6 separate regions of the Mus musculus genome follow, and all the other regions are linked to region 3. Evidence: chromatin contacts called from public promoter capture Hi-C data. All regions are on one chromosome and are shown on one strand. The core of a region is the stretch at or near the end of the contact, and the rest is flanking DNA. Distances in the headings are between cores, read along the strand shown. Region 1 holds the start of Lars2 (leucyl-tRNA synthetase, mitochondrial). Region 2 holds the start of 5830454E08Rik (RIKEN cDNA 5830454E08 gene). Region 3 holds the start of Abhd5 (abhydrolase domain containing 5). Region 4 holds the start of Limd1 (LIM domains containing 1). Region 5 holds the start of Ctnnb1 (catenin (cadherin associated protein), beta 1). Region 6 holds the start of Sacm1l (SAC1 suppressor of actin mutations 1-like (yeast)).

Region 1 (3,326 bases), core at 453-2,952, 1.0 Mb after region 3:
TTCCATCATGGGAGTGCAAACCTGTATAGCTACTATGGAAATCAATATATTGATTTCTCAGAAAATTGGGAATCCATCTACCTCAAGACCCAGCGTACCACTCTTGGGCTTATACCCAAAGCATGTTCTATCCTACCTCAAGGATACTTGCTCAACCATGTTCATTGTTGTTTTTTTCATAGTAGCCAGAAACTGGAAACAATCCATATGTCCCTCAATAGAAGGATGGATAAAGAAAATGTGGTGCATTTTCACAATGGAGTATTTGCTGTAAAAAAAAAAAAAAAAAAAAAAAAAGTGACATCATGAAATTTGCAAGCAAATGGATGGATCTAGAAAAAAAAAAAAAAACCCCAAGTGATGTAACCCAGAATCTGAAAGATAAATATGGTATGTATTTACTTATAAGGGGATTTTAGGATTTTAGCCATTAAGTAAATGATAATCAAGCTACAATCTAGAAACAGAGAGGTTATGTAAAGAGGAGGGGTCTTGGGAGACATAGGAACCGACCTGGGAAGGTAGATTAGATTTTATGGGAGGATTGGGGGGGTGGGTGAGGATGGGAGGGGGTTGTGTGGGGGGAAAGAGTATGGGGAGAGTCAGCTGAAATTGAAGGAGGGCACTTCTGGGGGTGGGGGATGGGAAGCCAGTGCAGTGGAAACCTAGTGTGAACTGTATCAGGGCAATGGTGGCACAGAATTGGTTTCCAGGTGAGGTTTGATGCTGGTCTAGAACAACCTGGTGTTTTGAGCTTTAAATGATCAGGAGACTGTTTTTGTTGTCGTCGTTGAAGTCTTGGAAATGGACAAAAGCTTCCTATGTTTCCTGGGTGGCACACAGAATGAAGTTTTATTCTGTAGGAGTGTACACCCCTGCTGGTCTCCTTATGGACTGCATTGACCCATGTAAGGACAGAAACTAAGATGGAGATTATACATACAGTGACGGGATGGATTGTCTGTGAAGCTACAATTGATTTTAGCCCTGTAGGAAGAGATGGCACTCAGACATTGTTTCCCCCCTCCCCCCCCACCCCCCCGCTATTACTGGATAGCAACCATTTTGCACTATTTGCAAATCTCAGTACACTTCTCACATGTGGCCTTAAAAAGATTCTTCCTTTAAAAGATAGAGTGTAATTACACCATTGTTCCTTTGCAATTCCTTGATTTATTACAAGGCAAGAAGCTCTTGCTCCATGCAGTGCGTGCTGGGCGATGGGGCACATTAACCCCATAAGGAAGGAGGTCAGACAGCTTGTTTTCCTGTCAGTACATTTTGTTCCCCGCTCTACTCCGGGCTAGGTAATTCTCCTCCTGGGGCTAGAAGATCACCTGATATGATGGATGAAAAGTGCTTCAATCCTCACCAGGCCCATAATGGATCAAAAAGTCAGACAAGCCAGCCCAGTAGCAGCTTCTGTGACGCTGAGATTCAAACCCTGGCCTTGAACCACCCCAGAGCTCTTTTAACCACCTGTCACTTCATCCTTTAGCATCTCCCTCGTTTCTGTTCTAATTGTAAGACCGGGACAATCCGGTAAGCAGAATTTGTACCGATAGCAGGCGTAGAGGGCGAGGCCTGGGCGGGGTCAGCCCTGGGCGAGCAGCTTGGGGGCGGAGTCAGCGCTGTCTCTCCCGCATCTCGCCTTTCCCTCTTGGCTCCGCCTCTCCTGTCTGTGTCCGCGGCCTCCCCTTTCGATAAAGTTGTTGTTTTGCCAACATGGCGGCGCCCAGAGTGACTGGCTGGGTCTTGCTCGTGTAATGCTTGGGGAACGAGGCAGAAGGTAGCAGCTGGCCAGACAGAGCCTGAGCGCAGAAAGCCCCGCCTGGGGCTCAGGAAGACGAGAGACAAGCCCCGCTTAGCCCCCGGAGCTGAAGGTGCGGACAGGCTCGGGAGTCCCGGGACCTTGGAGTTTGACAAAATGGGAAAAGCTCCGAGATTCTAGTCTATAGGCTCTTTCAGCCATGGACCCTGTTGACAGCTCCGGACTCTTGCTCGGAGAACGCACATCTTCACATGGCTTTGTATTCGAATTCTCCTCTACTACTCACCTCCCCCCGGGTGCCTGGATCTTCTCTTCGGGGTTGGGGGTTTGGACCCAGAAAAGGACCATCAGTACTACATCTTTGGGGGACCCACAGTATTAATTAGGACCCGCAGGTCTTCACAAGTCGCCTGGATCTTAACAGGCTCACAGCTTACAGAGAAGGTGGAGTTCCAGATACGAAATAACTTGCCTGAGATCCTGCAGGAAATTAGAAGTAGCGTGTGTGTGTGTGTGTGTGTTTAACATTAGTATTTTACAAGACATGTCTGCTGACATTTGTGTTTTTAGAAGACATGTTTGTTGGGGTGAGGTGTGTGTTAACTTACTCGTTTTGTTTGTATCCACACCAACCTCTGCTAAAATGGCTGCTTTTGATGCCAGGAAGAGGCAATGCCTATTAAGACTTCAGTAGACAGGTACTTGAAATGGCCCAGAGCTGTGCCTAGTAAGTAAAAAAAGAACAGAAGATGGTTGAAATCTAAAAGTTCTGTAAATTCATAGGCATGAGCACAGACAATTTGTTCTTAGTCTCTTCCCCTAGTGGAGAGTCTGAGGGTGATCTTGGACCTATGCCTAAGGGTTTGGGGTTTATTTTTATTTTTTATTTTGCATTGCTCAGGATGGAACCAATGGCCTCAAACAGTGTCAGGGAATTACTCTACCACTAAGCTATATCTCCAGCCCCCACATTTACAGTATTTACTTGTTTTATTTTGTTTTTGGTGCTGGGTATTGAACTGATGTGCTGAGCATCTGTTTTATATATCTAGTCTTTGGATTTTCTTAACAAATCTGCTTTTGTTTTAAGACTTGTTTTTAATTGTGTGTGTGTGTGAGTGTGGGTGCCCATATAGGCCAGAGGCATCAGATCTTCCTGAAGCTGGAATCATAGGCATTGTGAGTCACCCACTGTGAGTGCTGGGGACCAAACGGGGATCCTGTACAAGAGCGGTGTGCTCTCTTAACTGCTGTGCCATCTTTCCTGCCTCTTCTTTATTTGTTTGTTTAAAGACAGAGTCTCGCTGTATAGCCCAGGCTTCCCTACAGCTCATGGTAGCCCAGGTTGTACTGGAACTCTTGACAGTCCTCCTACCTCAGCCTCTCAAGCTACTGGCATTCCAGGTGTGAGACATCACAGTTTCTTAACTCCTCTGGCATACATACATTGCCAAATTGCTTCAGAGGTGTTCTTAATTTGCATCTACCAATAGTGTATACACATAATTGTTTTCATTAAAACTATAAGCAAGATATTTAATTGTATTTATTTCTT
Region 2 (3,700 bases), core at 328-2,827, 1.8 Mb before region 3:
ACACTCAACTGTAATCTTGACATTTCCAGCCTTGCCACCCAGGATTCCTGGTCTGCACACGGGAGTGGGGTAGAATGGGTATTGTTTTGAACTAGCAAGTGATTTGTCAGGAAGCAGCAGTTTTCTTCCCAGGGCTGGGAATTAAAGGACTGCAGGAAGTGGATTTCTGCAACAGAGCCCATATCTAGGTATACTCAGGTTGGCTGCTGGCAGGAGGGCCAAGTCCTTTTGCACTGAAATGCTGGTGGTTAAGAACTTAGCACCTGGAACTGGCTTTACTGGTATAGCCTGAGGTAAGGGGACAGGGGAGGAGGGGACTGAAATCAAGGACAACAGTGCCTGGGAGCCAGCAGTTTCAAAAGCATGGTTACTTCAGTGAGGTATTTGGTGATTGGTTTTCAGGGGTATTTATGAAGGATTTCTTAGCGTTGGGACTGCTGTGGACTTGATAACTTTCAGGAAACAAGGTCTCACTTTGCTTTTCTGGCTTCTGAGCTCCAGGGGCCTGACTGACTTTCTTCTTTCTTTCTTCCTTTCTTTCTTTCTGCCTGTCTGTCTGTCTGTCTGTCTGTCTTTTGTTTTCGAGACAGGGTTTCTCTGTATAGCCCTTGCTGTCCTGGAACTCACTTTGTAGAACAGGCTGGCCTCAACTCAGAAATCTGCCTGCCTCTGCCTCCCAAGTGCTGTGATTAAAGGCGTGCACCACCATTGTCCGCCTCCAGGGGACTTCATGCTTTAGCCTCCAGCATAGGCCATCAACCACCACACACCTTGAACATTGTCTGAGGTAGGGCTTCTGGTTCCTGTCTAGGCCTTTGTAGTGCTAGCATTACAGATAAGTACCATCGTGTCCAGTAAGAAATAAGCTTTTCCTACCTTATCATTTTTACTGCTTTACCATTTTAAAGTTTGGGGTTTTATGCAAATGAGTTTTGCCAGCATATTAGGTCTGTGCCTCATTGTGGTGTCTGAGAATGTTGGGTCCCTTAGAATAGGATTGTGAGCCACCATATGGCTGTTAGAATTGAGTCTTGGCCCTTTGCAAGAGCAACAGGTGTTATTAACTGCTGAGTCTATGAAAATACTTTTCAGGATGATTTGTGTCTTTGTGGGTATATGCTGTGAGTGCAGGGTCAGGCAGTCCAGAAGAGGCCGTTAGATTTCTGGTGCTCAGTTGAGCCACCTGGTGCTGAGAAGTGACCGGCTAAGCTAATTTTCCGGCCGTATCAGCATGAGAAACTGCACACTGATGTCCAATCTTTATTTGTGGGGGTGTGATTTTTTTTTTTTCCCCAATCAATGTTGCTATTTAAAATTGGTACCAGAGAGATCGCTCAAGCGAATTTGTATAATTTCTGCCCGGAGCGGGCAACGCTTACCACCTGCTGCCCAGATGCGCACGCACCCAAACGTCTCAAAGCGCACCTCTCAGATCTTCAGAGCAGATGCGCGGGAGTCTGCGCAAGTGCGCAGGCGCCCTGAGCCACATCAAACCCCTCCTACTCCGCTGGACCGACAAGTGGTGGGGCGGTGTTATCACCGAGATGAGGCCTCCGGAACTCCTAGAGCGGCCGGAGTGCGCTCGCGCTTCCGGGTCGGGGCTTGGCCCTGTAGATAGTTCGGGCGAGTCGGACGTTGACTTACTGCGCCCGGTGCTGGGTCAGAAGTGCAACCTTCCTTCAGCGTTCCCAGCCTGCCACGAGTGGACAATCCGATGTTGCCCCCCCCTCCGTGCCCAGGGACGCATTGGGCCCCAGGAGGCGTCCCCGGGGCGCGGAGCATCATTTCTGTCCCCTCGCCGTCAGACACTCGTGCCTTGTAAGCGCGCAGTCTGCAGAGTGGAGACCTGCGTGGGAGGCAGGAAGACTTTGGATGGGGATGTCCGAGGAGGTTGGGGTGTCACAGTGGGAGATACGGAACCCACGCACCACAGGAGGCTATATTGGGAGTGGTGAGGCTTACGTTGCAGATGCTAGTGGAAGAAAGGAGAACCATGCCAGAACATCCCGTGAGTGTCTGCAAACGAGAGTCACCTGCTGAAGTTAGGAAGTTCATTATTGAGCTGGTTCTGGTGTCCGTTGCTAGTAGGATATGCTGAAGAGGCAGAAGCAGGAATATCAGGAGTTGAGGCCAGCCTGGGTTACACCTTGTGTTGGAGTACCTTCTGCTCTTCCAGAGGAACAAAGTTTGGTTCCCAGAGTCCCTGCGGAGTATTTCACAACCTCCTATCACTCCAGGTTCTTCCAGGGATCTCTGGGAGTACCTGAGTTTGTGTGGCGGACATTGACCACATTCATCCATTAAAACAAACTAAAACGTGTTGAAGAGTTTGCTTCATTCATTGTGGTCGTATTGTCAAGAGACCAGTATTCAGTGTGCGAATTTTCTTTCACTTCCCATACACTTATTTGTGTGTGTATACAGACGTGTGTGCCACAGAGGGTGTGTGGAGGTCACATGACTACCTTCAAGCATCAACTCTTCCACCGTGTGGGTTCAAGAGATGGAACCCAGGTAGTCAGGCTATGCAGCAAGTAACTTTACTCACTGAACCTTCTGGAGGAGGGGAGGGGCTGAGAACGAGGTTTGCTGTGACCTGAGGCTTGTGAGTGCCTTCCACAGACACTTTTGAGAGTTGAGTCTTCTTTTTTGAACTCTTGTCATGCGAACACACACACCATGTTTACACCTGAGGTGGCCTCGTTACCACACGGGTGGAAAAACCTTGGACTTGTTACGCACTTGATTTAAATCAGTTTTTTGGTCACTAAACTCAGAAGATGTTTGCTGTTGCTTTTGTGACTCACATTTAGTTCTGTGACTCCATTGGGGTCAGACCCATAGTTATAAAGATGTTCTTTCTAGGAAGCCAGAACACGCAAACTCTTTGAAGAGAGCTGGCTTTCTCGAGAGACAGGGACATATGGTTTGTAAAGCACTGACTTTTCAGAGCTCAGGTGCTCTACACGGTGTTTGGTGCTGGGAACCTGAAAAGAAGCTAGGGAGGAACAAATGGGGTTGATTCCCTACACTGCAGATGGGTGGAGTCAGGGTGAATGACAGCCAACACATCCCGGTGTTGGTGGAACCGTGGTCATGGCACGTAAACAAATCAAGTTGGTGCTGACTTCCTGCCCGCCTGTTGTCATGGTAACAGAGGGTCATGTGCAGGTTTCTGGGGGGTGGGGAGGTCAGGGTGGATTTACCAACAATCTTCAGCTGTGAACACCAAGCTATAGTAATGACCAGCTTGGCAAAATATTGTCCATGGTGCAACAGTGGGCTGATGTTGCGTGGGGAAACCAACTGCTTTCTGATTGGCTTTGAGGTTCTTCCCACAGAAGGAAACACATGCCTAGTACCACATGACCCACAGGTGGGTGTTTATAGGGCCCAGGGGGTGACCCCAACCAGGGGGTCAAACTGCCCTCTAAATTATTTATCTCTATAGACAGATTAGTGCAACGCTCAGACTGCATCAGAGGTCCTTTCTGCAGGGGACAGTGGTTAATGCTGAAGTTCACAACAGGCCAAACTGCAGGGAATAAGTGTGCTCAGCCACAAATGGTCATCTCAGTCACACTCAAGATTGGGACCATCATGGAGGAGTGTGGAAAGATTGTAAGAACCAGAGATCAGGGAGGAGTCTCTCACCCTGAAGAGAGTTTTGGACACAACAGAGCCTTTGCAGTCATGATCC
Region 3 (3,738 bases), core at 572-3,071:
GATCAATTAATGCCTTCATCTCGGGAGTCAGTTCTGGGGGAGGGGGTTTCTTATAAAAAGAAGGGTTAGGCCCCTTTCTTGCTCTCTTTGCCCTCTGCCATGAGATGAAGCAGCAAGGCCCTCTTTGTATACCACAGACGCCTTCCTCACAGTCTCCAGCACTGTGAGGGATAAAACTTGTTTGTTGTAAATGATTAGTCAAGGTGTTTCTCTACAGCAGCAAATGTGGTCTAAAATGGAGAGTGATGCATGGGGTCTTAAATACAGGGAAGAATATTAGTGTAGGCTTCAGGAAGGACTCTGGCCTTCCTGAGGAGCTGATGACTGGAGAGAGGTAATCCTAAAGTAACGAAGGGAATACAAACGATATTTACATTATCCATTTGCCTTCAAAAAAATCAAGAGGGTGGTGGGAGCCTCTGTTTCTGTTCAAACCCACATCCACACACCTGCTCTTGGTTAGATCTCTGGGAAAGGGGGAATGCCACATATTTTGGCCTTATTAGAATTATTTGAGACTCAGTTAGCTTACATCAGGCTCCTGAGTAGTTCCGGGCATCAGTACCACCCAGGTGTGGCTGAACTAAGAGAACCTATTACATATTCTCAGAATTTCATTTTTTGGAGTGTGGGGTAGAGGGCAGGATGGGAATTGAACCTAGGAACTAATGCATAGATGGCCCCTGCACAACACAGCTCCAGCTGTAGGCAGCTTGTCACAAGCACAAAGAGCTAGGCTAGTTCATACACTTTCTCCTGACCGGAGGAACCTGCCCCCAGCCAAGGGAAACATCCCTTATGCAACACCAGGATGCCTCTATTTGTTTAATCACAGTGAGTGCCATAGTTCTGAATTCTATTTTTAAAGCGCAGTCTTGGACTTACTTGCTAGCTGCTGACTTTCATTTGCCTGTACTGAGCTTTACTCTTTATCACTTTCACGCATTTGCTCACGTCCCTTAACCAGGAAAAAAATTATTAAAATAATCCCACTCGAGGGTGTGCCTCCTTGCCTGTATGTGCACCATATACATTAAGGTGCTCTGAGGCCAGAAGAGGGTGTTGCTCCCCTGGAACTGGAATTACAAGCAGTTGTGGGGCTCCACATGGATGCTGGAAACAAACCCATTCTCTTCTATAGGACAGTATGCACTCTTAACCACTGAGCCATCCCTCGAGCCCTCTCCCCTTTAAATTTATTTATTTTAAAGACAGGGTCTCACTGTGTAGCTCTGGCTGGCTAATCAGGCTAATCCAACTCACAGAAATGTGTTTGCCTCTGACTCCCAAGTGTTTTTGAAGGGTGTGGACCACCATATCGAGCTCATGAGAATATTTTTATGAGCCCTCAGCCCTCTATCATTTTAGAATGGATTCTAGGAAGTGCTCTCCCTCTCTCCCTCCCTCGCCCCTCTCTTCTGTGGTCTGTGGGGATGATGATGGTGGTGGTGGTGATGGTGGTGGTGTGTGTGTAATTCTAGTACCCACACATAAGCTCTCAGCCTTCCGGAGTCTAGAGTCTGGCAGGGTGGAGTGCAAGTTCCTAGAGGCCACCACCTGAAAGTAAGGGCTGGAGGGTCCAGCACCACAGGATGCGCACTTCTGCCACTCAGGCTATTTCTGGCTGGGGTCTCACTCCAGGCTACCTACGGCTTGCCTAGCGCCCCGTCCAGGGCAGTCCACACGGGCGGAATGACGCATTAATGGTCATTATTCCGACGGATGACTACCTAGGCTCCCGCGGCGTCGGGCTGACCTTCCTTACCAGTGCCCCCGCCTCCGCGCGACAGGCGGGCAGCGCATGCGTGTCTGCGAGGCCGGGCCGCTGGGACGCCGAGCCTGCGGTGGCGCGGCCGCGCCCTCGGATCGTCCCAGCGGGCGGACGACGCATGCGCGGGCGGTGCGGTCTTAAGGGCGGCCGCGGCCCGGGGCCGCCCAGTCGGCCTGTCAGCCGGCTTCGAGGTGTGTCCCTGCGCTTGCGCGGCGGCGGTGATGAAAGCGATGGCGGCGGAGGAGGAGGTGGACTCGGCAGACGCCGGTGGAGGGTGAGGATCACCCGGGAAGGGGGGGACGACGTGGGTCTCGTGCGCTCTGGCGACCCCGGGCGGCCAGCCGAGGGAAGGCGCGGGCGCCCGCTCTCTCGACCCGTCGGGGCAGACAGGCCCGGTCAGGGCCGCGGGGCTGCGGGGAGGGAAAGCGGCTGCTGTTGACGGCCGTCCCGGTGATCCCGAGCGCGGCGGAGCTCAGAACTCCGCGCCGGGAGCCGTGCGTCGCCAGGGTGGGAGAAGGCGTCGGACTCGGAGCCTCGCGGGACAGCCGATCGCCGCCGGTGCGCCTGGGGCGCTTGCGTCCCACCTCCCGCTGCCCCGTGCGTGCGCTCCCGTGACCCGGCGGTCTGGCTTCACTAGCCCTGGCAAACTTTGTGAAAGTTGAAGGGCAGATGCCTAACAGGAAGGAAGCCCTTAAGTTGTTGTTGTTGTTGTTTTGTTTTTTTTGGAAACCGGAGTCACTCTATGTAGCCCTTGCTGGCCTGGAAATCTGTAGACCAGGGTAGCTTTTCAACTCTGCAGAGACCCAATCCTTTTGCCTCAGCCGTCCAGTGCTGAGATCACATGTGTGAACCACCACACCCAACTTCTTCATAGACATAGTAAGTTATTCTTTTTTGTTTTTGATATGTCATGCCCTTGTGAGTAGAACAATGCTTGGTGGAAAAATTAAATTACTATGAAAGTTATTTCACTGATTCTCAAAAGGCTACTTGTTTTATATGGACGGGACTATACATCTCCTTTATAAATTATTTTGACAGTTGTACTTCAGCTATTTGGAGACATTTGTATGGGAAAGATAACCATAGGGTAAATAGATTATGGTAATGTGAAAGTAAGTATTTTGGAAAGATGTTAGGGGAGGAATATTTTTGAAATGCTAGAAACTACACTCTTCAAGTTTTGTTTAAGTGATAATTAACAAGTGGAGCCACTGTTTTGGTCTGTTGTTGAACTTCCTAGTTATATTGACATGAAATACAGAGTGTCATGTGGTACAACTAGGACCTGGTAGCTTGGGTTTCTATTAAATTTGTCAGGACATTTTTCTGGCTCTGAGAATTCTAACTTGTGGGCCCTTTTGGTCTTGATACTGTGAGGCTCAGGAATCCATAGCACAACGGTGAGAGTGACATGGCTCTGATGATGGCTGGAGGTCACTGAGGGCAAGACTGGTTACAGTCCCTAGTCAGAGGTAGACCTCTCTGGTATTTTTGGCAGGACCCGTGAGCAGTGCTGGATAACCATGCAAACAGAAAGAAGGCTAGGTTCTTGCTGGGTGCTCCCCCAGTGTGGTCATGATAATCCTAGAGTCTCCCCTGTGAGTAGATCTGACCACTCCCATTTTCATTTGGAACCGCCACTACCAAGAAGCAGAGCTAACTGGAACCTGCTCCTTTAGGTGTCTGCATTCAACTTTAAGGCGTTTTCCTCATATTTCTGCTACTTCTCAATGGGATTGGGACTCGTGGGATATTTGCCTGCCGTTTTGAGTTAAGTTCTTCAAGACATTTGGGTTTAGATGATGCCATAATTTGGGTCTGGTCTGAATGTCCTAAGAGACTTCACATGTTGGCATTTAATCCTCATTGAGAAGAACTGAGTAGAACTCCAGTGTGATGATAGTTCCTAGAGGCAAGGCTTTGGGATCAGTCAGTAGAACCAAGCCTTGGTGATTGAACCCTTG
Region 4 (3,292 bases), core at 70-2,569, 1.1 Mb after region 3:
AAATCTGGGGTTAGTAGTTTGGGGCTGGAGCCTGGAACTCTTCATTTTCAACAAATATCCTGAACCTTCAGAGTCTACAGGACAGTGAACCATTTTTGTGTTTATAGAATATAAGAATATAAGCACTTCCATATATATTATCTTGTTTGTTCCTCGTCACAGTTTAGAGAGATTTGCCAAGACACATATGTTCAACCAAACCCTGCGCATATACAGGTGTAATGAAGTGGATAACTGATTAGCTGTCAACCAAAAAGGGGCATGCAGACAAATAAACAGCTGGAGCTGACCCTCCATACCTAGAGCTCCACATCTGAACAAGGGCAAGATACTCAGGAAAAGAAAAGGTGTTTATGTTAAACACATACAGATTTCATTTTCTTGTCATGATTCCTGAAAGACAACAAAACAAAACCAAACAAAACTGCTGAGAACTATTTGCATAACATTTACATCTATTAGGTAGTATGAGCAGAGACCTGGAAACATTTAAACTAGATGGGAGAAAGCCTGCAGGTCAGTGACTTCAGTATCCCTGGATTTAAATAGTGTTCAAACCAAGCAGGAAACAAAGGGGTTGTGGGTGGGGGTAACTTTACGGGGAGGTGATTTTAGCTGGGAAGGAAAGAAGAGACACCAGAAGCTGATCAGCAGGCTCTCGGCAGGCACTAGGAAGTTCCATCCACCGGGAGTTCAGGCAGGGAAGGTCCCAAATCAGAGGGAGGGTAGGCGGGGCAGTCAGGCCTGTTTGTAGAAGTGAAGGCGGGATTTCAAAATAAGTCCGGAGTAAGCCTTGAGGGTTCAAGTTCAAGAGTGACAGGCCTGGGATTGGTTTTAGATCACGCTGGCGGCTGTGTGGGAAACGTAAACTATCCCCAGTCACCTCATAGGAGCTATGTGTGTTATCTAGAGCCATGGCAACCTGGAGTGGTGAGAACTGCTTGGGGTTCAAGAAACCCAGTAAGGACGACAAGCCTCTCTGGGCACACTTAGGACGTCCAACACAGATGCTCTCATTCGAGGGGACCCGAGGGAAGCCTGGCGCACCCTTGACTCTCCAGCAGCGGCGGGAAACTGAACAGTCCGCGGCAAAAGTACTGCGGGAATTGCAACTCTCTCCCGGTGCCCAGAGAGGGACGCCAAAACTCGGCGTGCGCATCACTGGCCTGCAGGGGGCGCCCCGCCCCGCCCCGCTCCCGCCCCGCCCTCCGAGCCTCCGCCCCGCCCCGCCCCGCCCCGCCCCGCCCTCCGAGCCTCCGCCCCGCCCCGCCCCGCCCCGCCCTCCGAGCCTCCGCCCGCGCCCCTGCGCGGCCCGGGGCGGGCGCAGCCGGCCAGCGAGCTCCCGGGACTGACGACCCGCGCGCTCACTTCCGCGTCCCGCCGCCGGCCGCCGCCATCGGACAATGGGCCGCGCGCCGCGGCTGCAGTGAGCTCTGCTGGATCCGGCCACCGGCCCCAGGCCAGGGGCTGCCCGGTGTGTTTGCAAGTTCGATTGTTCGACGTGGATGTGAGTTTACTTTTTTTCTGTGGACGTTCTCTGTCTTCTTTCGCCTGTTTTGGGTTTTGTGACTTGGAGAAGAGAACTTTTCTAAGCAGGCCGGGCACGGCTGAAGGCTGCTCTGCCCCCACGTGGACGCTCCCCGGGGGAAAAGAAGTCTGAAAGTAAACTTAGCCCCGCTGGCCTGAAGGCCTCAACTCTGGCTGGACTGTGAGTTTTGGAGTCATGACCTTCTTGCTGGGCAGGTGGGAATCTTTATCTGCCTTAGGCTGGACCTGAAACCTCGGCCAGCACCCAAATCTCCCCCACCACATTCACACCTTGAACCAGGGCTAGGCCCCGGACACTGATCTACAACATGGATAAATACGATGATCTGGGCCTTGAGGCCAGTAAGTTCATCGAGGACCTGAACATGTATGAGGCCTCCAAGGATGGGCTCTTCCGGGTGGACAAGGGTGCTGGCAACAACCCAGAATTTGAGGAAACTCGAAGGGTGTTCGCGACCAAGATGGCCAAAATCCACCTCCAGCAGCAGCAACAGCAGCAGCTCCTACAGGAGGAGGCCCTACCTAGGGCAGGCAGAAGCCCGGTCAACGGTGGGAACCGTCAGGGTGCGAGCGGCAAGCTGGCTGCAGATGGGGCCGCTAAGCCTCCTCTGGCTGTGCCAACAGTGGCACCTGGATTAGCTACTACCACTGCGGCCGCGCAGCCCTCGTACCCATCTCAGGAGCAGAGGATCAGGCCATCTGCCCATGGTGCAAGGCCTGGCAGTCAGAACTGTGGTTCCAGGGAGGGGCCTGTGAGTTCCCAGAGACCTGCTTTACACGGCCTGAGTCCCTCCTGTGAAGACCCTTCCTGCCTCACTCACGGAGACTATTATGACAATTTCTCTTTGGCAAGCCCACAGTGGGGTGATAAACCTGAAGGGTGCCCCAGCGTGAGTCTGGGTGTAGGAAGTGGATGGCCTGGTTGCCCAGGGAATGACTCCACATTGCCCAAATCCTGTGGAGACCATCACCCTTACCAGCCACAGCTCTCCACAGTGTGCTCTGGCAGGTCTTTTGAAAGTGGCATCAGTGGCCAGGACGGTGGCATTGGTGGCCATAGCAGCGAGAAGCCAACAGGCCTTTGGTCCACTGCCTCCTCTCAGCGAGTGAACCTCGGTTTTTCTTCCATGGGCTTGGAGAATGGGACCTCCGCTCAACCCAAGGGCACAACTGTTTCAGCACCGATGGTCCCTAGCAGCGCCAGCCAAGGAGCTTGTCCGAAAAGAGATTCAGGTCTGGGATATGAGGCTTCAGGCAGGGTCTTCAAACCCCTTGTGGACACTCAGCCTTGGCTGCAGGATGGGCCCAAGTCTTACCTCTCAGTTTCTGCTCCATTATCCTCGACAGCTGGCAAGGACAGTACCCAGCCAGGTATGACCACCGGGCTGGATCCTAAGTTTGGATGCGTGGAGTCTGGCACTAGTCCCAAGCCCAGCCCCACCAGTAACGTCCATCCGGTAATGTCCACTCCATCTGAGTTATCTTGTAAAGAGAGTTCTCCCAGCTGGTCCACTGACAGTAGTCTGGAACCTGTGCTCCCAGGGAGTCCCACCCCCTCCAGGGTGAGATTGCCCTGCCAGACCCTCGCACCGGGCCCTGAGCTTGGACCCTCCACTGCGGAATTGAAGTTGGAAGCCCTCACCCAGCGTCTGGAGCGAGAGATGGATGCTCACCCCAAAGCGGACTACTTCGGTAAGTAAGATGCTTTGGAGTTGCCTGTGGTGGAGCGATGGTGTCCCCACCA
Region 5 (3,251 bases), core at 219-2,718, 1.4 Mb before region 3:
TGGCGTCTGGCTAGAGGAATATGAATACAAGGCTGTCTTTATCTTTTAGATTTGTCAGTGGTGCAGGCGCTTCTTAACGAGTTTTAATAGTGTGCCCTTTAAAAAAGAAGCAAAATTGGGACACAGAAAAAGAAGCAAGTGTCAAAAAGAAAAAAAAAAGAAAAAGAAAAGAAAGGAACCCCCCCCCCCCCCAAAAAAAAAAAGAAAAAGAAAAGAAAAGAAAGGAAACCCCGGACAGAGGTGAAGTCAGCTATCTAATTTTAAACGAATCGACCAAATATTCTTTAACTCTGCATGTGACAATTAAAATTAGGGGTTGGTAGCTGCAACCACCACTGGTAGGGCTTTGGTAAAATACCTTTTCCTGCTCTATCTCTCTGAGTTATGGCAGGCCAAGTCAGCCCCAGCCAGCAGCAGAGTTTACTCTCCGGAAATCCGAGCAGAGCTGCAGAGGGGAAAGGTCTAGACAAAGGCCCTCACTGAGCAGCTCCAGCATGGTGGACTGTGGTGGTTCACAGAGTTACGGTGATATGTCTTTAAGATAGAAAATTGAGTCATTTAAAAACTAAGCTGGCCCTACAGCACCGGCCCTGCCTCAGTGATGCATGGGCTTCCTGCCAGTACCTGTACATAAGGACCTATTGTTTACTTGCGTTAATTACAGCGCTGGGATGAAAGAAGGCAGTGGGGCAACTTTCCCTGTTGCCATTGTTTGGGAAGAGACGTGAGCTCAGAATAATAGGCTGGAGACAGCCAATTCACCCCAACTGCTCCAGTTTTGACAAGTGCCAATCGTGAAGGACAACAATGGGGCCATTTCCAAGAGAAGATCCAACTTCACCCTATTGTCATGATTTGGGGGGGGGGGAGCTCTCGAAGGATACAAAATTAGTTTTGAAAATTTAAGAGGTTACCCACAGGTCCTCTCAGCAACACACTCGAGTTTCTCAAACAATACAGAAAAATCGCTGTCCTTGGTCCCCACGCCTGGTTCTACTGACCCAGTGAGTCTGGGTAAGATGGGGTTTCTAGGAATCACGCTGGTGAACGCAGTGGTGGAGCTGAATCACTTGTTAATAGATGTTCGCAGACACTCTTGGGGACTCCAAGGCCTCCTGGGGTGGGGAGGAAAGGTGGCTGGGCCCCAGGTTCCCTGTCCGGATTCCAGAGGCACAGCGGGAAGGGAAGCGGGACACTCCTGGGAGCGGTAAAGTGTGGTGGGGTCCAATGGTGGTTCAGGGGTGTGGCGGCCGGTGCACCGGTGATGGCAGCCTCGAACCTGCGCCGTCCGAGGCCGCACTCCACCCGGCCCGCGGCGGCGGCCCGCTCTCGATTCCTTTAGTTTCCAATGGAGCGGCGTCTGGACGCCCCGCCCCGGCTCGGCCCCTCCCGGCGGCGCACGCGCAGAGCGACTCGGACTGGCGGGGACTACTTTCCCCGGCCCGCCCGCGCCCCGCCCCTCGTCCTCGCGCGGCGGAACGCTCCGCGCGGAGCGGCAGCGGCAGGATACACGGTGCCGCGCCGCTTATAAATCGCTCCTTGTGCGGCGCCATCTTAAGCCCTCGCTCGGTGGCGGCCGCGTCAGCTCGTGTCCTGTGAAGCCCGCGGCCCGGGGAGGCGGAGACGGAGCACGGTGGGCGCCGAGCCGTCAGTGCAGGAGGCCGAGGCCGAGCGGGCGGCCGCGAGTGAGCAGCGCGCGGGCCTGAGGTGCGGCGCCGCGGCGGGCCGGCTCGCGCCGCGCCAGCGGGAAACTTCGCGGGCCGGGTGGCGGCGGGAGGCCGCGGGGACGCGCGGGCTGGGGCCGGGGCCGGGCGGGCGCGCGCCGGGAGCCCGGATGGACGGCTGGCCGCCGTGGGGGGTGGGGACCGCGGTTCGCGTCCGGGCTGGGGCCGCCGCGGGGGCGGGGTGGGCGGGGGCCTCGCCTCCGTGGCCCGCGGAGCCGGGGGGACGCGAGACCTGGCGCTCGTCCCCTCTGTCCCTCGTGGAGCACGCACAGACAAATTTTTTTTTCTCCCTGCAACGACCTGACTGTGAGTTTGAATCCAAACAACTTTAAGCCGTGGAGTCGCCAAACTTGGATGCAGCGGGCGGGATGCGTCAGGAGCGTGTTCTCGGAGGGTGGCTTCTTGGACTCGCGTGGGGTTGGTGGCTGCGGGGCCGAGGTCCTGGCGGGAATTTGGGACCGTGGACGAGTCACCGGCCACTCCTGGTGTTGGAGGCGGGGGGGGGGGGAGGTGCGCGGGATCCGAAACCTGGGCTTGGGGGAGGGGGACTTGCCCTTAGCCAGTAAGTGTGGGGTCCGCTCCAAGTGTTTCTCCCCAGCGCGTTTGCTTTCTGAGCGAGACGGAGTGGCCGGAGCGCGGACCGCCAGGGCGTGGGAGCCTGGCGACTTGTTCTGAGTGTTGTTTGGGGGACCAGACTTGGAACCGACGCTCCCAAGTTCGGTACCCCAGGCCCGCTCCGGTGAGCCCGCTGGCTGCGGGGCAGCTTTGTCTCGGGCTCGGGTCTCCAGACATCTGTGGGCTCCCCTCCCCCGCGCCCCCCGCAGCCCCCCTCCCGGGGCCTGAGCTCTGAATGGAGAGCGGCTGGGCTGCTGGTATGCGGAGGTCGGCGAGAGGAAATCGAGGAGTGGTTTTAGTGAAACGAGAGCTTTGTGCCATGAATAATGGTGGCTTAGACCAGACAGCAAGCTGAGGAGACGGCAGCTTTGCCTTTGATAAAGTCTGCCTCATGTTTTTCACATGGCCAAGTTGTGAAGCGTTTTGTCTGGGATTTAGGAAGCCATTTCGCTATTTACTTGAGGTTTGCAGATGTCTCAGTGCAGTCTCTCCTCGTCCCGGGAAAGAGCTTGCTTTCTTGGTTCTAATTTAATGTTGCTTAAGCTTGTGGCCTTTGTATTTCGGTTTTGTATGTCCGGCTCAAACTTTGAGTTAAGGCCCGCAGTTACATTTAGTTCACTTTCACCTTAAACATTCAGAAATCCCCGAAATTAAAATGAAGTGCCTCCAAGGTTTGTTTGAGAACGCCCTTTCACAGCGGACAACATTGTTGATGGTACTGGGGATAGTCATTCTGTGACCTACCTAACCTTTGTCCTCAAGGCCGAGTCTGGACAAGGCCTTTAGTGGTGGCAAGGAAGTTGGAAACTTGCAGATGTTTCTCTACAACAAACCCTCCCAGGCTGAAGTCCTTAATTAAGGAAGCAGGCTATCTGGAAAGCTTAGCTTGCCTGGGACAGAGTCCTGGGCCTC
Region 6 (3,447 bases), core at 780-3,279, 1.2 Mb after region 3:
GATTGAATACACCAGGAGAGAATAATCAATAGGCCAAGAAATGAAAGTAAAAAGGAAGTTGTTTTTCACTTATGAAAGCTGTAAAGAAACTATAATTTATATTTGTATGTGGATGCTTTATTTTTTTTAAAGATAAGGTCTCCAGATCAACACCTCTCTGTCTCAAATTCTAGAATTTTAGGTATATGCTAGTACATGAGACTTGGATATCTAATTTATATGTTATATGTATTCATAAATATCTAATGTTGATTAGCATGTGTGGAAACATTCTGGTGACAGAGGGTATATTGTTTTAATTTTTCCACAGAGCAATTTGAAAATATGTACCAAAAATCTAAATGCCTATGAGATGGACCTTTAAAGTGTCCACTTATCCACCCAAATAGAACATCTTAAAGCAAGAACTCTTAAACCAGGTGTGGTTGGTGGTGCTTGCTTATAACCTCAGCACCTTGGGAGCTTGAATCAGAGTTCCAAGTCCATTTCCATAGCCAAGTAAAGGCCCACTGTCTTATATAAGACAGCCTCAGTCAGTCTCTCTTTCTCTTCCCCTCCCCCCTCTGCACGTACACACATCACACACACCCTTCAAAACAAAACACACAACAAAACAAAAAAAAAAAACCCTCATTTTTTTTAAGTGCTAAAACTGACAACAATGCATATTAATGATCTCAAATCTCAGACAAAAAATTAAAGAGCAAACAAAAAATACTGTTAGCTGGGCAGTAGTGGTGCGTGCTTTTACACCAGTATTCAGGAGGCAGAGGCAGGGATCTCTGAGTTGGAGGCCAGCCTGGTTACAGAGCAAGTTCCAGGACAGTCAAAACTACACAGGGAAACCCGGTCTCGAGAAACAACCCACTATAACTTCATTAAAAGCAAACTAAATCCTCAGAAGTGTAGAAGCCTGGTATGGTATCTTGTACCTTAAATTCCAGTACTCTGGAAAGCAAAGGCAGCCATTTGGCCTGGTCTATATCCAGCAGTATGGACTGCAGGAGTGAGCCACACCCCTTGGTCCTTGGTCTAATTCTGCCCCAATAATTTCCTTTATCTGATACAGTTTTAATAAACTCCTGGGGAGTGGGGTATGTTTTCTAGGACAACTTAATCATGGAGTGACTGGTTAATGAATAGGCTGAGCCCTGCTCCCGATCCACCTTCGTCACATCTGTTTCTGGCTATCTCAGGTCTTACGTAAAATGTTCATGTACTCGTTTTTCTGGGCCTCTTACTGCGAAATCCCCGAATTTTTAAGGTTTCCTTGTGCAGTGGAGGCTAGGTCGGCTTTGCAAGCGGAGCTAGCCAAGGCCGCTGTACCAATCATGAAGAGCAGAAGCTACGCCCTTCTCATGTCAGTGCCGTCTGTGTTCTACCAGCTAGGAGCTTTCGGTGAGATTTTTCCGTCATCGGGTGGGAAGACATTGGCCACGCATGTCCCTGTCCCTGATTGCAAACCTCCACTCTCAAGAGTGTTTTCGTAAGAGTACATTTCCAGACTCCTGCGCAATTTTAAGAACAGGGGAGCTAGGAAACTTGCAAACCGTTTTAGGTAACTCCGGGTTTCAAATACAGCCAAGAAGGTATTATTTTTTCGCAAAGCAACATTAAAACGTAAGACATTTGACCTTGACAATCTAGCTATGATCCTTTTCAAGCAGGCCTTCCAAGGTTCAGGAAAAAGATCGCACACGTCGAGCCAGCCAGGAGTCGAACCTAGAATCTTCTGATCCGTAGTCAGACGCGTTATCCATTGCGCCACTGGCCCGGTGCTGAGGAGGCCTCCTCCACGATAAGTGATCTCCAATTACACAGCTTCACTATGCTTCCTGCTTCTAACCTCAGTCTGGTCGGTTTGTTGAATGTCGCGACTCAGTGCAAAGCTACCGGGACTCCGCCTTTCTCTGCAACGCGTTACACCAATCCCCAGAGGCGACGTCACGGCGTTCTTTGGTCCGCTCCAATCCGCGCATCGGAGGCGTGCCTCGCAGCTCACTGGTTTGTCCGCCGCCGGCTCCCGTGCTCGCCCGAGAGGCGGACCCGGGAGGGGGTGGGGCCAGGCCGAGGCTCCTTGACCACCGCGCCTGGGGAGCGGTCGCCGCGGAGCCGGGGTGGCAGCGGGCTACACTGCGGGTGGAGCGAAGAGGAGGAAGCTGCACGATGGCGGCCGCAGCCTACGAGCATCTGAAGCTGTGAGTCCCGCGGGCTGCGGCCGCTGACAGGAAGGGCGGAGGGGCGAGCGGGCGCCGAGGCCCGGGAGTGTGCGGCCCGCACCGGCCGAGCTCGCGGGCTGGGCTTTCCCCGTCCAGCCTGGCTGCAGCGTAGGCCAGTGTCCCGCAGCCTCGCCCGCCGCTGGACCTGGCGCGGTGAGCCGAGCCGCAGCCCGCAGCACCGGAGGCTGCAGCCAGCTTTCCCTGGGTGGCCTCCGGGAGAGGCCTTTTTCACCGGGCGTGCTCTGACGTCCGCCGGCAGAGCTAACCTTTCTCTTGGTTTCAGGCTTTCTGGGCCTGGGAGTCTCAATGACGGGTCCTTCTTAGGGCGCAGCAATAATTTAGTCAGATGTCCTAAGGGCCGGTCGAATTTACTGTGCTTATTCCAACAGACTGCGTCGACAGCTACAGTAGGCTCGCCTCTATTTTGGCGTAGCAATGTTGAGTTTTGGCAAAGCCAGGACTTGAGGTTTTGAGGCCCAGCCACTGGATGTTTAGAGGTGCAAAAAAAAAAAAAAATAGACATTTATAAGCTCTTTGGCTCGTCCTGGGTTAGAGGAGATGGGGGATAATTTCTCTTGTGTTACCCTCAGCACCTACACTCCTTGTTTGTGAATAACTTCGCCCTAACCGCTTTAATAATTTACCACGGTCTGGGAATGCCTTTAGTAGCAGAAGCAAATATAACTTTCGAAAAGCCAAGTTAAATTATCCTGTTAATTAGACATAGACATCCCAGTTCGTTTGCAGGAAACAAATGTAGTTTGGGTACGCCCAATGAATAACTGAAGGTGTAAAGTTATGAGTCCAGAATTTGGAGGGAGGCCATCTGCCCAACACTTTTCATGTTTTGCTGTGTTCACCCTTTATGCCTCTTCTGCTTGCTACATACAGTTCTCTTTGAAAAGCCCAGCGCCACCCTTCCTTCCACATTTCTTTTAATTAGTTTTCCTTTGTAAAGTGAATAATCACCTTATTGGTGACAGTTGAAGCAAAGTGTACTTACTGGTCTATGTCCGGCCCGAGTCACATGTCCTTTACTGGCAAATTAGGTTATTGTCCACCTGATAGTTGTTGAAGGGCTGAACATGATCTTACACTAGGTCTCAGATGTGTTTAAGCAATTTGGAGTCTTGCCTTGAAGTAGCTCGGCTTTCGGTTACAGGATATTGTTGAGTTTTCCTGCATCGAAGAATAATTGAGATGGATAACTTGAGAATTAGGAAGATTA

The links. Promoter capture Hi-C pulls out the DNA fragments that hold promoters and counts their contacts.
Region 1: a contact with region 3 is called in a promoter capture Hi-C map of embryonic stem cells, with 2.9 times the contacts expected there. The contact joins the promoter of Lars2 here to the promoter of Abhd5 in region 3. A contact is called at or near these places in 3 of 39 promoter capture datasets (embryonic stem cells, hippocampal neurons and liver).
Region 2: a promoter capture Hi-C map of erythroid cells shows a contact between it and region 3, with 13 times the contacts expected there. The contact joins the promoter of 5830454E08Rik here to the promoter of Abhd5 in region 3. A contact is called at or near these places in 2 of 39 promoter capture datasets (erythroid cells and liver), 1 of 115 datasets of contacts at active chromatin or transcription factors (stem cell-derived neural progenitor cells) and 1 of 9 other capture datasets (adipose tissue).
Region 4: a promoter capture Hi-C map of neural stem cells shows a contact between it and region 3. The contact joins the promoter of Limd1 here to the promoter of Abhd5 in region 3. A contact is called at or near these places in 3 of 39 promoter capture datasets (hippocampal neurons, liver and neural stem cells).
Region 5: a promoter capture Hi-C map of liver shows a contact between it and region 3, with 3 times the contacts expected there. The contact joins the promoter of Ctnnb1 here to the promoter of Abhd5 in region 3. A contact is called at or near these places in 2 of 39 promoter capture datasets (both in liver).
Region 6: a promoter capture Hi-C map of erythroid cells shows a contact between it and region 3, with 6 times the contacts expected there. The contact joins the promoter of Sacm1l here to the promoter of Abhd5 in region 3. A contact is called at or near these places in 2 of 39 promoter capture datasets (embryonic stem cells and erythroid cells).

What each region holds. Positions count from the first base shown.
Region 1 is chr9:123,365,225-123,368,550 of GRCm38.p6, forward strand. Lars2 (leucyl-tRNA synthetase, mitochondrial) reads left to right here and starts at 1,703. Exons shown (of 21, transcript NM_153168.3): 1 at 1,703-1,883.
Region 2 is chr9:120,575,754-120,579,453 of GRCm38.p6, forward strand. It overlaps 5830454E08Rik (RIKEN cDNA 5830454E08 gene), which reads left to right and starts at 1,578. Exons shown (of 1, transcript NR_073359.1): 1 at 1,578-2,320.
Region 3 is chr9:122,349,795-122,353,532 of GRCm38.p6, forward strand. It overlaps Abhd5 (abhydrolase domain containing 5), which reads left to right and starts at 1,822. Exons shown (of 7, transcript NM_026179.2): 1 at 1,822-2,045. The coding sequence starts at 1,993.
Region 4 is chr9:123,477,382-123,480,673 of GRCm38.p6, forward strand. It overlaps Limd1 (LIM domains containing 1), which reads left to right and starts at 1,320. Exons shown (of 8, transcript NM_013860.2): 1 at 1,320-3,240. The coding sequence starts at 1,857.
Region 5 is chr9:120,931,932-120,935,182 of GRCm38.p6, forward strand. It overlaps Ctnnb1 (catenin (cadherin associated protein), beta 1), which reads left to right and starts at 1,469. Exons shown (of 15, transcript NM_007614.3): 1 at 1,469-1,707.
Region 6 is chr9:123,527,724-123,531,170 of GRCm38.p6, forward strand. Sacm1l (SAC1 suppressor of actin mutations 1-like (yeast)) reads left to right here and starts at 2,030. Exons shown (of 20, transcript NM_030692.5): 1 at 2,030-2,198. The coding sequence starts at 2,167. It overlaps n-TRacg2 (a tRNA gene), which reads right to left and starts at 1,774; the gene lies at 1,702-1,774.